Linked DNA regions of Sus scrofa: region 2 is linked to region 1. The links are chromatin contacts, called in public HiChIP or PLAC-seq maps. All regions are on one chromosome and are shown on one strand. Each heading gives the region's core, a stretch centred on a gene start, on an enhancer-like site or on the middle of the called end of the contact. The rest is flanking DNA. Distances are from core to core; before and after follow the strand shown. Region 1 holds the start of HDLBP (vigilin). Region 2 holds the start of STK25 (serine/threonine-protein kinase 25).

The links. HiChIP or PLAC-seq counts read pairs in DNA pulled down with a chosen protein or histone mark.
Region 2: an H3K27ac HiChIP or PLAC-seq map of skeletal muscle shows a contact between it and region 1. The contact joins the promoter of STK25 here to the promoter of HDLBP in region 1. A contact is called at or near these places in 1 of 5 promoter capture datasets (liver) and 2 of 2 datasets of contacts at active chromatin or transcription factors (alveolar macrophages and skeletal muscle).

Annotation. Positions count from the first base shown.
Region 1 is chr15:140,023,089-140,027,978 of Sscrofa11.1, reverse strand. HDLBP (vigilin) reads left to right here and starts at 2,643. Exons shown (of 28, transcript XM_021075261.1): 1 at 2,643-2,856. SEPT2 (septin 2) reads right to left here and starts at 3,597. Exons shown (of 13, transcript NM_001243793.1): 1 at 3,492-3,597.
Region 2 is chr15:140,152,396-140,157,285 of Sscrofa11.1, reverse strand. It overlaps STK25 (serine/threonine-protein kinase 25), which reads left to right and starts at 2,925. Exons shown (of 12, transcript XM_003133805.5): 1 at 2,925-3,123; 2 at 3,590-3,711. The coding sequence starts at 3,661.

The DNA of each region.
Region 1 (4,890 bases), core at 1,394-3,893:
GATACCCCAATCTCGCCATCACCCTTTACCACTACTTCGGCAAGTTCAGGGAAAATGATTTTGCTAATATACCTGAATACGCAAAAGACAAACACTTTGGTTTAAAACATTTCTAGAATAAAATAACTTAGGCAAGGTGGTTGGACATAAGACAGGGATTAAATAAGTCAAAATTCTACTCGGTACTGACAACGAATACCGAGAATTGGAGGAAAGACACCATTTAGATAGAGTGGAAGCAAAACAAGCACAGGAACAGATTGAGAAAGAAAACAGGCCTTAAAGGAGTCTAACCACTTTTATTTTCCTAAATTAGTGTTTGAATGTAGCCCAAGCCCAGCCCTAATCCTCAATGAAACGGATTTTTCTCACCAGGCTGGAGAAAATGACTTCGTGGCACCTGGCGGTGAAGAGCCTGAGGTCAGGAAGGCCAAGCAGGCTCCAGCCTCCCAGCTACCACGTGTGTCTGACTTCCAAGCCGCAGACCCGCTCCGCACTGAGCCGAGCTGCTCCTGGCGCCCGGCGGTCACCCCTTGCCCAGTTCCGCAGGTTGGGCAGGGCCGAGGATGTTCCACAGGGGAGAGGGGGACGCCCGCTCCTCTCTATCGGGTTCTTTGGACCCAAGACCTGCCTAGAGGCCCCGGGCGGGAAATGGAGAATAGTACTGTGGGAACAGAATGGGAGTTCTCAAGACACCTATTTCAAATGCGCCTGAATTTTACCAAGTTCCTCTTGCCACGTTCCACTTCTTTCACACTGACTATTTTCCCTTGAAGGATAATTTGTACCTTTTACAGTTTTCCAACAGTTTAAGTTATTAACTACAGCGAAACAAAAGTTGAGAGAGGAATGCTGAACCTCTGAAGTGCCTGGTTTTTAGGCAGGAAGGCTTTTTAGTCCAGCAACACAAAACGTCAAGCACTGTGATTAATTTAAACCTTGGCTGCAGATCAATCAAATCCCCCAAACCTCAGAAATTTGGTGAAATGAAAAAATGTAGATTGTACTCATTCTAGATACTATAAACTGCTTAAAGGTTTTTTTCCTCAGAGTTCCTGTCCTGGCTCAGTGGTAACGAATACGACTAGTATCCATAAGAATTCAGGTTCGATCCCTGGCCTCACTCAGTGGGTTAAGGAGCTGGCATTGACCTGAGCTGTGGTGTAGGTTGCAGACACGGCTTGGGTCCGGTGTTGCTAGAGCTGTGGTGTAGGCTGACGGCTGCAGCTCTGATTTGACCCCTAGCCTAGGCACTTCCATATGATGCAGATGTAGCCCTAAAAAGACAAAATAAATAAAAATAAAATAAAAAGGCTTTCTTTCTTGGACCATTGCTTCTTTCTTCCAAGAGCAATACTTGCACCCCCAAACCTCACAGAAGAAATCAACTTTTCTAAAACAAAAGAGACAAAGAACAAGGGGATAAAACTGGACCCTTGTCAACATAACCTTGCCCTGCCAGCGCGTCTATGTACATCAGCCACATCCACCGCCTTGTCACTACGGACTTCTGTACCTTATCCCGATCCACAAAATGACCCTGCAACGCAGGCCCTCGAAGGTCCCTTATCCAGAGCCTGGACCTGAGGTTCACGTACAGGAAACCATGACGGCTCTCAGCGGCTTCGCCCGGCAGCCCACAATCAAATGCATTTTCTGTTGTGATGACGACGACCACGGGAGCACAACGTGGGACAATAAGACTGTTCAACTGCCTTCACCGCAGTTCTGCTGCCTCCTGAGTTTGGATGACCCTTCTCTCAGGAGGAAAGAACACACCTTCTCCTTTTCCAGGAGTTTCTGCCTTTTGAGTTAGGTATAAAAACAGACCTCAACAACATTTATGAAAAATGACAGGGAGGCTCGTGCCATCCATCCCCCCAGGGAGGGCTGTATGCCAGTTCAGGAGCGGTCAGGATGCAACTGCGATCTGATGGACAAGCCCTTGTTCTTTACCCTGGGCTGCAGAGCTCAGTGAGAGAACAAGATGAAAAACGAAAAATATCAGGACAACCTGTGAGAGCACAGGAGATCACTGCCCTGATTAGCTGGGAGTCAGGATGCTAGGTGGAGCAAAGAAAGCCTGGGTGGGAGCTACCAACAACAAAAACGATGAACCTCAAATCACATGACCCCGAACCCCTAACCATCTCTCCTCACGATGGTAAGACGGATTTGGAGCATTTAGGTCATCTTGACCTATTACAATGATCTGAGTTGTGCTGGTCACCGAGCTGGACCAGTAAAGGATAGCGCCATGCCCCTCCCAGGACAGGTACCACGCAGGATGAGAGGCTGACCTCAGGCCAACACCCACTTCAGGGGAAGAAATCTCATCAGGGAGAGTCTGAGTAACAGAGCAGGTACCAGAAAAGAGGGGGAGGGAACTGGGTCAGACAGGAGGCCCTGGACCAAGGCCCAGGTGAGGAGGACCACAGCAGTCCACCTACGAATTCCGCACAGGTGGTCCCCGGTGCACGTGTGGGGAAAAGACGCTAAGACAGGGGAGGTACTGACGAAAACTGCGGCCGGAAAGGCAAGAGGCGGCCGGGTCGTGTGGGTCCCGTGGGCCCCTTGAGAGTCGGCCTCATCTCAGGCCTCCCCGGAAATGGGGGGCCGCCCGACCTCCATCCCGCCTCTTTTGGCCCACGCAGGCCCGGGGCCTCCTCTCCTCCCGCGGTATCTGCGGCCAAGCGGCGAGAACTCCTTGAGGCTTACCCTCGGCCGGGAGCTGGAGGGGCGCAGTGGCTCGTGTCAGGGAGACAACCTGATGGCCACATGCCGAAATCGCGGCCGACCTGCACTTTCCCTCCCGAACCACGACCAGCAGCCCCAGGCCCACGGAGTTCTCGCAAGGTGAGCAAGCAGTCATCTGGGTTCTCGCGGGACATACCCCGCCGCCTCTGCCCGCGGCGAGACTACTGGTGGGCGGGGGCCCGGGGAAAGCCTGGGAGGTATGGGACCCGGGACCCCCTAGGGCTGAGCTGGGCGGAGGAAGACTGGGGAGGACCAGGAGGGCGGAGAAGCCGGGGAGAGGAAAGGGATCGCCAGGGAAAGCCGGAGAGGGCCTGGGAAGACAGGGTAGGGCCGGGGAGTGAGCGGAGAGCACCAGGGAGCGCCGGGGAGGACGGGGGAGGATAAGGAGACCCAGGAGCGCCAGGGAAAGTGGGGGAGGGTGGAGAAAAGAGAGAGAGGGTGGGGAGCGCCGGAGAGCGCCAGGGAAAGTCGGAGAGGGTACGAACAGAGCAGAGAGCCCCGGGGAGAGCGGGGGAGGGTCAAGGGTCAGGGACGAGCGGGAGGGAGCGGAGACCCGGGGAGGGCCAGGGGACCGCCCAGAATACGGGGCCAGCCGCCCCTCCCCCACACCGCACGAGCGGCCCCGCCCGTTTGCCCCCCAGAGCGGCCGGGCCCCCTCCCCAACTGGCCCCCGCCCCTCTGCGTCGGTTCCCTCGCTCGCCCGCGGCGGCAGGGACACACCGCAAGATACTCACCGCGGACGAACCGAAGAACAAGCGCCGACCAACCGCGCCGCGGACCCGCCCAGCACCCACCGCCTGCTCGCGCCCCGCCCAGCTCCGCGCGCAGTCGGATTGCGTCATCACGTCGGCCCGCCCCTTGCCAAACGCTTCCGTCCCTGCCCCCATTCGCCAGCTGTGGAGTGCGCAGGCTCGGGCTCGTCCGCGGTTCCGCCTCTGCGCAGGCGCCGTGCCCCTCCCACAGCAGTTGGCCATATAGAGGCTGGGGGGTGGGGGGAGGTCAAGCGTAGCCTCTTCTCCTTTACCAAGATGGCGGCTCGCCCCTGTTTCGCCACAGTTCTTACCTTATGAGCTGGGTTTCCTTACGCTGCCAAGAGTAGAACAGGTAATGTGACTCTGCCTTGTGAGTAACTGGGGTGGGAAAAAGAGCGTTTCTACAGATGGAGCTAAATGACCTGTGAGGAGAGGCGGACGCGGGGAGGGCAGGCGGCGGTAAGAGTTGGGACGGAGCACGGCGAGGGGACCCTTGGCCTCCGCTCCTCTCCTCCAGGAAGATGGCGGCAGCACCGAGCTGGAGCGCCGGAGCGAGGCCGCGGAGGGCGGCCTGCGGCCAGGCGGGGCTGCTCTAGCGCCGGGCGGCCGTCGTCTCGGTGGTCCGGGCCTCGCCTCATTGGCCGGCGCGCGTCACGTGGGCCCGGCGGGCCGGCGCGCTGACCATAGAGTTGCGCGCCCGTCCCCGGGGACGTGGCCTTCGTGCGCCCGGGGCTGGGGCCTGCGCGGAGGGGGAGGGCGGGCGGGCGGCTGCCGTCCTGGGCTAGGTGAGGCCTGGGGCGCCTCCAAGCCCGCGCGGGCGGCGCGGCTCGGGGGCGGGAGGGCCGGGCCGGGGCCTGACCGCCCGGCCCCGGGCGTCCTTTCTCCCTTCGCGGCCTGCAGGCTCCGCAGCTGGCCCGTACTCGCTGGGAGGCTGGGCGCCAGTGCCCTCGTACAGGAAGCCTCTCTGGGTTCCCCCGACTGAAAGTCAGCACGGTTCTTGAGGGTCTGCGGGGCGAAGCTGTTTCTGGCCGTAGGGATCCCGAGAGGGCGTCTTCGGAAAGAATGAAGCGCTCGGGGCCGGCGGCCAGGTGTCCTCTGCCCGCCTTGGCGCGGTGCTCGGGCACCTTGTGAAGCAGCCGAGCAGTCGCCCTCCGTGTTGATTACGCAGCGCTCGTGGTCAAATGAAACATCTGCAGGGGTATAGATGAGTTGAAGCCTCAGAAACAGGATGATTTGCCCTTCACGCATCGGGTCTGCGGTTGGGGTGTCTGCCCTCAGCCTCCTGGCTGCCTTACGCCCTCAGGCATTGAGTCCCCCCGTGCTTGGTGTCGGCGTAAGGACGGACCGTCGCGTTCTTGGCAGTAACTTTCCTGAGACCCTG
Region 2 (4,890 bases), core at 1,676-4,175, 130 kb before region 1:
CAAACTGGATCCTTAACCACTAGGCCACAGGGAGCTCCTCCATATTTGATGATAAGGAATTATTGTCAATGTTGGAAAATACAGTAGAACTGCCTGTGTCAGTGCAGGTCTCCGAATGCTAACGCCTGCTGGCCCTCTGTCATCTGCAGGACACCAGCAGCCCCAAGGCCTGGGAGCCCCTCGTGCTGCTCTGAGGTGGGTACAGGCCCTGCCCCAGCCCCTGGGGGCTGCTGCTCAGGCCTCCTGCCCTGCCGACAGTGTCGCCTAAAAGGAGCCCTACACCACGTGCACGAGCTCTGCAGCCTGGCTGCCCTCTGTCACCGGGCGCCGGTTCCACGCCTCAGGCTGCTGAGGCGCCAGGGCCTCGCCGGTGCTCCGTGGCGGGGCTGGACGCCAGGACACGCGCCCACCCCGCCGAGGGGCGTCGGGTCGGCTCCTGTTTGGGGCGACTATGAACAGGCCTGCTGCAGACACTCCCGCGCAGCTGTTCGTGTGAGGGTGAGTTTCCATTTCCCAGCCGAGGGACTGCCGGTCTTGTGCAGGGAGTGTGGCTGACTTTCCACGAAGCTGTCCGCGTGACCAGGACCTCGGAGCTTTCTGGGACAGAGGACTTTCCGTGCTGGAACCTGGGAACTCCGGGAAACCGGGTGGTCGGTCGCCCCGTCTTTGTCAGCACTTGGTGCTGTCGGTGCAGCCATTCCAACGCGGGTAGTCAGTCTCTCACTGCGGCTCGGTGCACACTTCTCTGGTGGCTCACGAGGTGGCACAGCTGCTCTCGTGCTGTGTGCCATCGGTACATCCTCTGTGAAGTGTCTAAGTCTATCCTCAACTTTTCTCTTTGGGTGGTTTTTTAACGGGTGAGTTTTGAGAACTCTTTATATATTCTCTGTACAAACAGTTGGATAATGTGATGTGCAGTTTTTTTTCTTCCAGTTGATAGCTTGTCTTTTCTCTTTTTCTTTTTTTCCAGTACCCTATGGCACATGGAGCTCCCCGGCCAGGGACCAGACCAGAGCTGCAGTCACGACCTCAGCTGCAGCCGTGGCAACCACAGCTTGTCTTTTTTTTTCTCTCTCTCTCATTTTATTTATTTTGTTGTCTTTTGTCTTTTTTTTTTTTTTTAGGGCTGTACCTGCAGCATGTGGAGGTTCCCAGGCTAGGAGTCTATTTGGAGCTGCAGCCGCTGGCCTACACCACAGCCACAGCCACGTGGGACCTGAGCCATACCAGCGACCTACATCACAGTTCACGGCAATGCCAGATCCTCAACCCACTGAGAGAGGCCAGGGATCAAACCTGCAGCCTCATGGTTCCTAGTCGGATTCGTTTCCACTGTGCTATGATGGGAACTTCTCTAGCTTCAAAAAAAAAAAAAAAAAAAATTATTAGAGCTCCCGTCATGGTTCAGTGGAAACAATCTGACTAGGAACCATGAGGTCATGGGTTCGATCCCTGGCCTCGCTCAGTGGGTTAAGAATCTGGGTTTACCCTGAGCTGTGGTGTAGGCTGCAGAGGAGGCTCGGATCTGGCGTTGCTATGGCTGTGGTGTAGGTTGGCAGCTATAGCTCGTATTAGACCTCTAGCCTGGGAATCTCCCTATGCTGTGGGTGCGGCCCTAAAAAGCAAGAAAAAGATTTTTTTATTTATATTTGGCCTTGCCTGTGGCATATGGACATTCCCAGGCCAAGGCTCGAACCCACACCACAGCTGTAACCAGAACCACAGCAGTGATGACACCGGCTCCTTAACGCCCGAGGAGGGAACTGTCCTTTCATTCTCTTAACAATGCCTTTCTGAAATCGAAATTTAAAACATTCGATGAAATCAAATTTATCATTGCTTTACAGCTGCATCCTTGTAAATGTTTTGGTAAAATGTAAATCACACAGAGCACACACGGAGACTATTTTAAGTGTACAGGTCACTGACGTCAAGCACGTTCACAGCGTTGTGGGGCCATCGCAGAGCTTGGTCTCCACTCCCGATGGAAACCCTGTACCCTGTGGTGTATCCCTTCTCTCTTCCTCCAGCCCCAGGAAATCTCAAGCACCTCTGCCTCCTGAACTGATCCAGTCTTGAGAGGTCATCGAAGCCGCATCACACGGTATTTGTCTCTTTGCGACTGGCTTATTTCCCTTGGCATAACGTTTTCATCCACGTTGTGGCATATAACAAAAAACAATGCCTTTTTAATTTTACGTATTTTGAATTGTGATAGCTTACACCTTAAAGCATTCAGTTGGGCAGTGCTGTACAATTATCTCCAGAATTCTTTTCACCTTCCCAAACTGAAGCTCTGTCCCCATTAAACACTCACTTCCCAGCGCCCGCCCCTGCCCCTGGCACCCGCCTGTCGCCTTTCTGTCTTCAGGACTCCAGGCACCTCACACAGGTGGGTCCAAGCACTGCTTGTCCTTTTGGGACTAGCTTATTTCGTTTAGCCACCGTCTTGGCGGTTGGTCCCTGCAATGGCCCGAGTCAGCACTGCCCTCCTACCCCCGGGCACGTCTGGACCGCATCTGGGGACCCATTCGTTCCTCCCCGACACGCGGGCGGCTGCAAGAGGCCTGAAAGATAGAATTGGAGTCTTGAGCCCAGGCCCTCGGAAGGGGAGCCGGAGGACGGAAGGCGGGGCGGGGGGGGGGGGCGACCGCAGAGCTGAAAGGTGGGGGCGCCCCAACCCCACGGCCGCCGGGCGGGCCCCGCCTGGCCCCGCCCCAGCCCCACAGGCCCCGCCCAGCACCGCGGCCTGGCGGGAGACGTAGGCCCAAGCTTCTCAGGAAGCCGGACTCGGAGTCCCAGCGGGCACCGCGGCACGCTTGCGGGCCGCTACACCACTCCGCCCCATGGCCTGCCGGGACTTGTAGTCCAGGGTCTGCGTGCGCCCCGACCCAGGGCGAACGAGGGACTCGGTGTCCCAGAGAGCTCCGCGCCGGGCCACGACACCGTGCCGCCCGGGCCGTCGCTGACGCCGCCGCCGGGCTTTCTCCGGCCGCCGCCGCCACTGCCGCTGCTTCGCGGGCTGGAGGGCCCAGGCGTCCCTGGGCGAGCGGAGGCTGCGGGTGGGAGCCTTCGTGGGCACTGCGGAGCGGGCCGGGGGAGGCCGGGATGGAGCCCCCGGAGGTGGGCGCGCTGCCGGGCTGGCCCGCGCCTGGGGCGGTTGGGGAGGGGGCTGGGCGGTGCGGGGAGTGAGGCAGGGGGAGGGCCCCGAGGGGGCCGGCGAGGAGGGCACTGGAGGCGGAGCTCGGCGGTAGGGGGACCCGGGGGGGGGCGCCGGGGGGGGGCGAGGGCACCGGGGGCGGGGTTGGGGCGGGGGTCCCGGCGGGGGTCCTGGCCGGGGTAAGGGGTCTAAAGAAGGAGCAAGGCTGCGGGTGGAAGTGTGAGGGCCGCCGAGGGATGCCCCGTGTTGGGGAGCTCCTCAGGGAGGCGTCGGGCCGTAGCGGGGCGATGAGGAGAGCGCGGCGGTGGGGGCCTTTAGCGGAGGGGCCCTGTGACTCCAGCCCGCCCCCGGGGCGGGCCGGCCCGCCGGTCCCCAGGGCGGCAGGGAGCCCCGCGTGCCTCGAACCGAGCAGGCCTGCTCTCCCTCCAGTTGCCTGAAGCGAGTGGGCCGGGCTCCGGAGCCTCCAGGCAGGATCTCGGGGCCTCCCGAGGTTGCAGCGGATGGTGGAGGGCGGCGCAGACATGGCTCACCTCAGGGGCTTTGCCAACCAGGTAAGGGTTGGCATCCGGGGAGAGGGGTGTGTGTGTTTACCGGAGCACCGACTGCAGAGGCTAAGCAAGGGCGCTTCCTCCAGGACTGTCATCCTGAGGTTTCAGAGGAGCGGTCCCTCCGAGGGCGAGCGTGGGGTGAAGGGAGGCGCGGGGGAGTCCTGCGGAGCGCGTCGTGGGCGAAGCGGGGAGCAGTCTCGAGGCGCTCAGACTTGGTGAGCGCAGGGGCGACTCAGCTTGGCCAGCTTGCCCAGTTGTGTGGGGCAGAAGCCCACAAGCTTGGCAAAATAGAGCCCCAGTGCAGGGGCAGCAGAGGCTGTGCAGAGCCCTGTGGTGGGAACAGGGCAGGGGCCGCTGGCTCTGGTGGGAATCCTGCCGAGCATGAATCTGCACCTGGAGAGACCTGCAAGGTCAGGGTCCACGCTGGGGCCGCAGCCTGGGCGGGGACACAGGCCGTGTTGTGCTGGGCAGGGGCTGTGCTGACGCAGCTCTCGAGTCTGTGCGCGGGGAGAGCAGAGCACAGGAGAGGATGAGAGGGCTGCTCCCGGGCCACAGGTGCTCCTTGGGAAGACACCCACTGCCTTTCTCTTTGGGGGACTGGGTCTTGGGATTGCCAACAGCAAAAGCCATCTGGGGGTGTCTGGCCTTGAGCGGTAACTGGCTGATTCCGGGGGACCCTCCAAAGCGCACCCTGGGTTGTGTGGCACATGGTTTGTACTTTCCTCTTGTCTGTTATTGGGAAGCAGGTGTGATCTGCAGCTGGTAGGACGTGGAGTGTGCCGCTCTGGCTCTGGTAGCCAGGTTTTCCTGTGGCCACTGCTTGGCTTTGTTTTCCTCGGCCGCCTGCTGAAAGGTGTAAGGCAGCGTCCTCGGGTGTAAGGCTGAGTCCCCAGGCTGAGTCCGCGAGGCCTGGGCGCCAGGGGAGCAGGAAGTGTGTATCCACGGGGCGGGGGAGGGGCTGGGGTCAGGATCGGCTCCACACCCAACAGGCTTCCTCGCAGAAACCTGCCACGTGCTGCCGCCGGGCAGGGCATCCTGGACTAGCCGTGCCACAGGTGGGCACTGGCACTTCTGCTGATGCTGAAGCCCGCTGGCAGGTCTTTCATTCATCTTTGACATCTCGTGTCTTGTAAATTACATGACGGAGAAGCTGGGAGAAAAACCTGGCTTCAGCTATTTTTA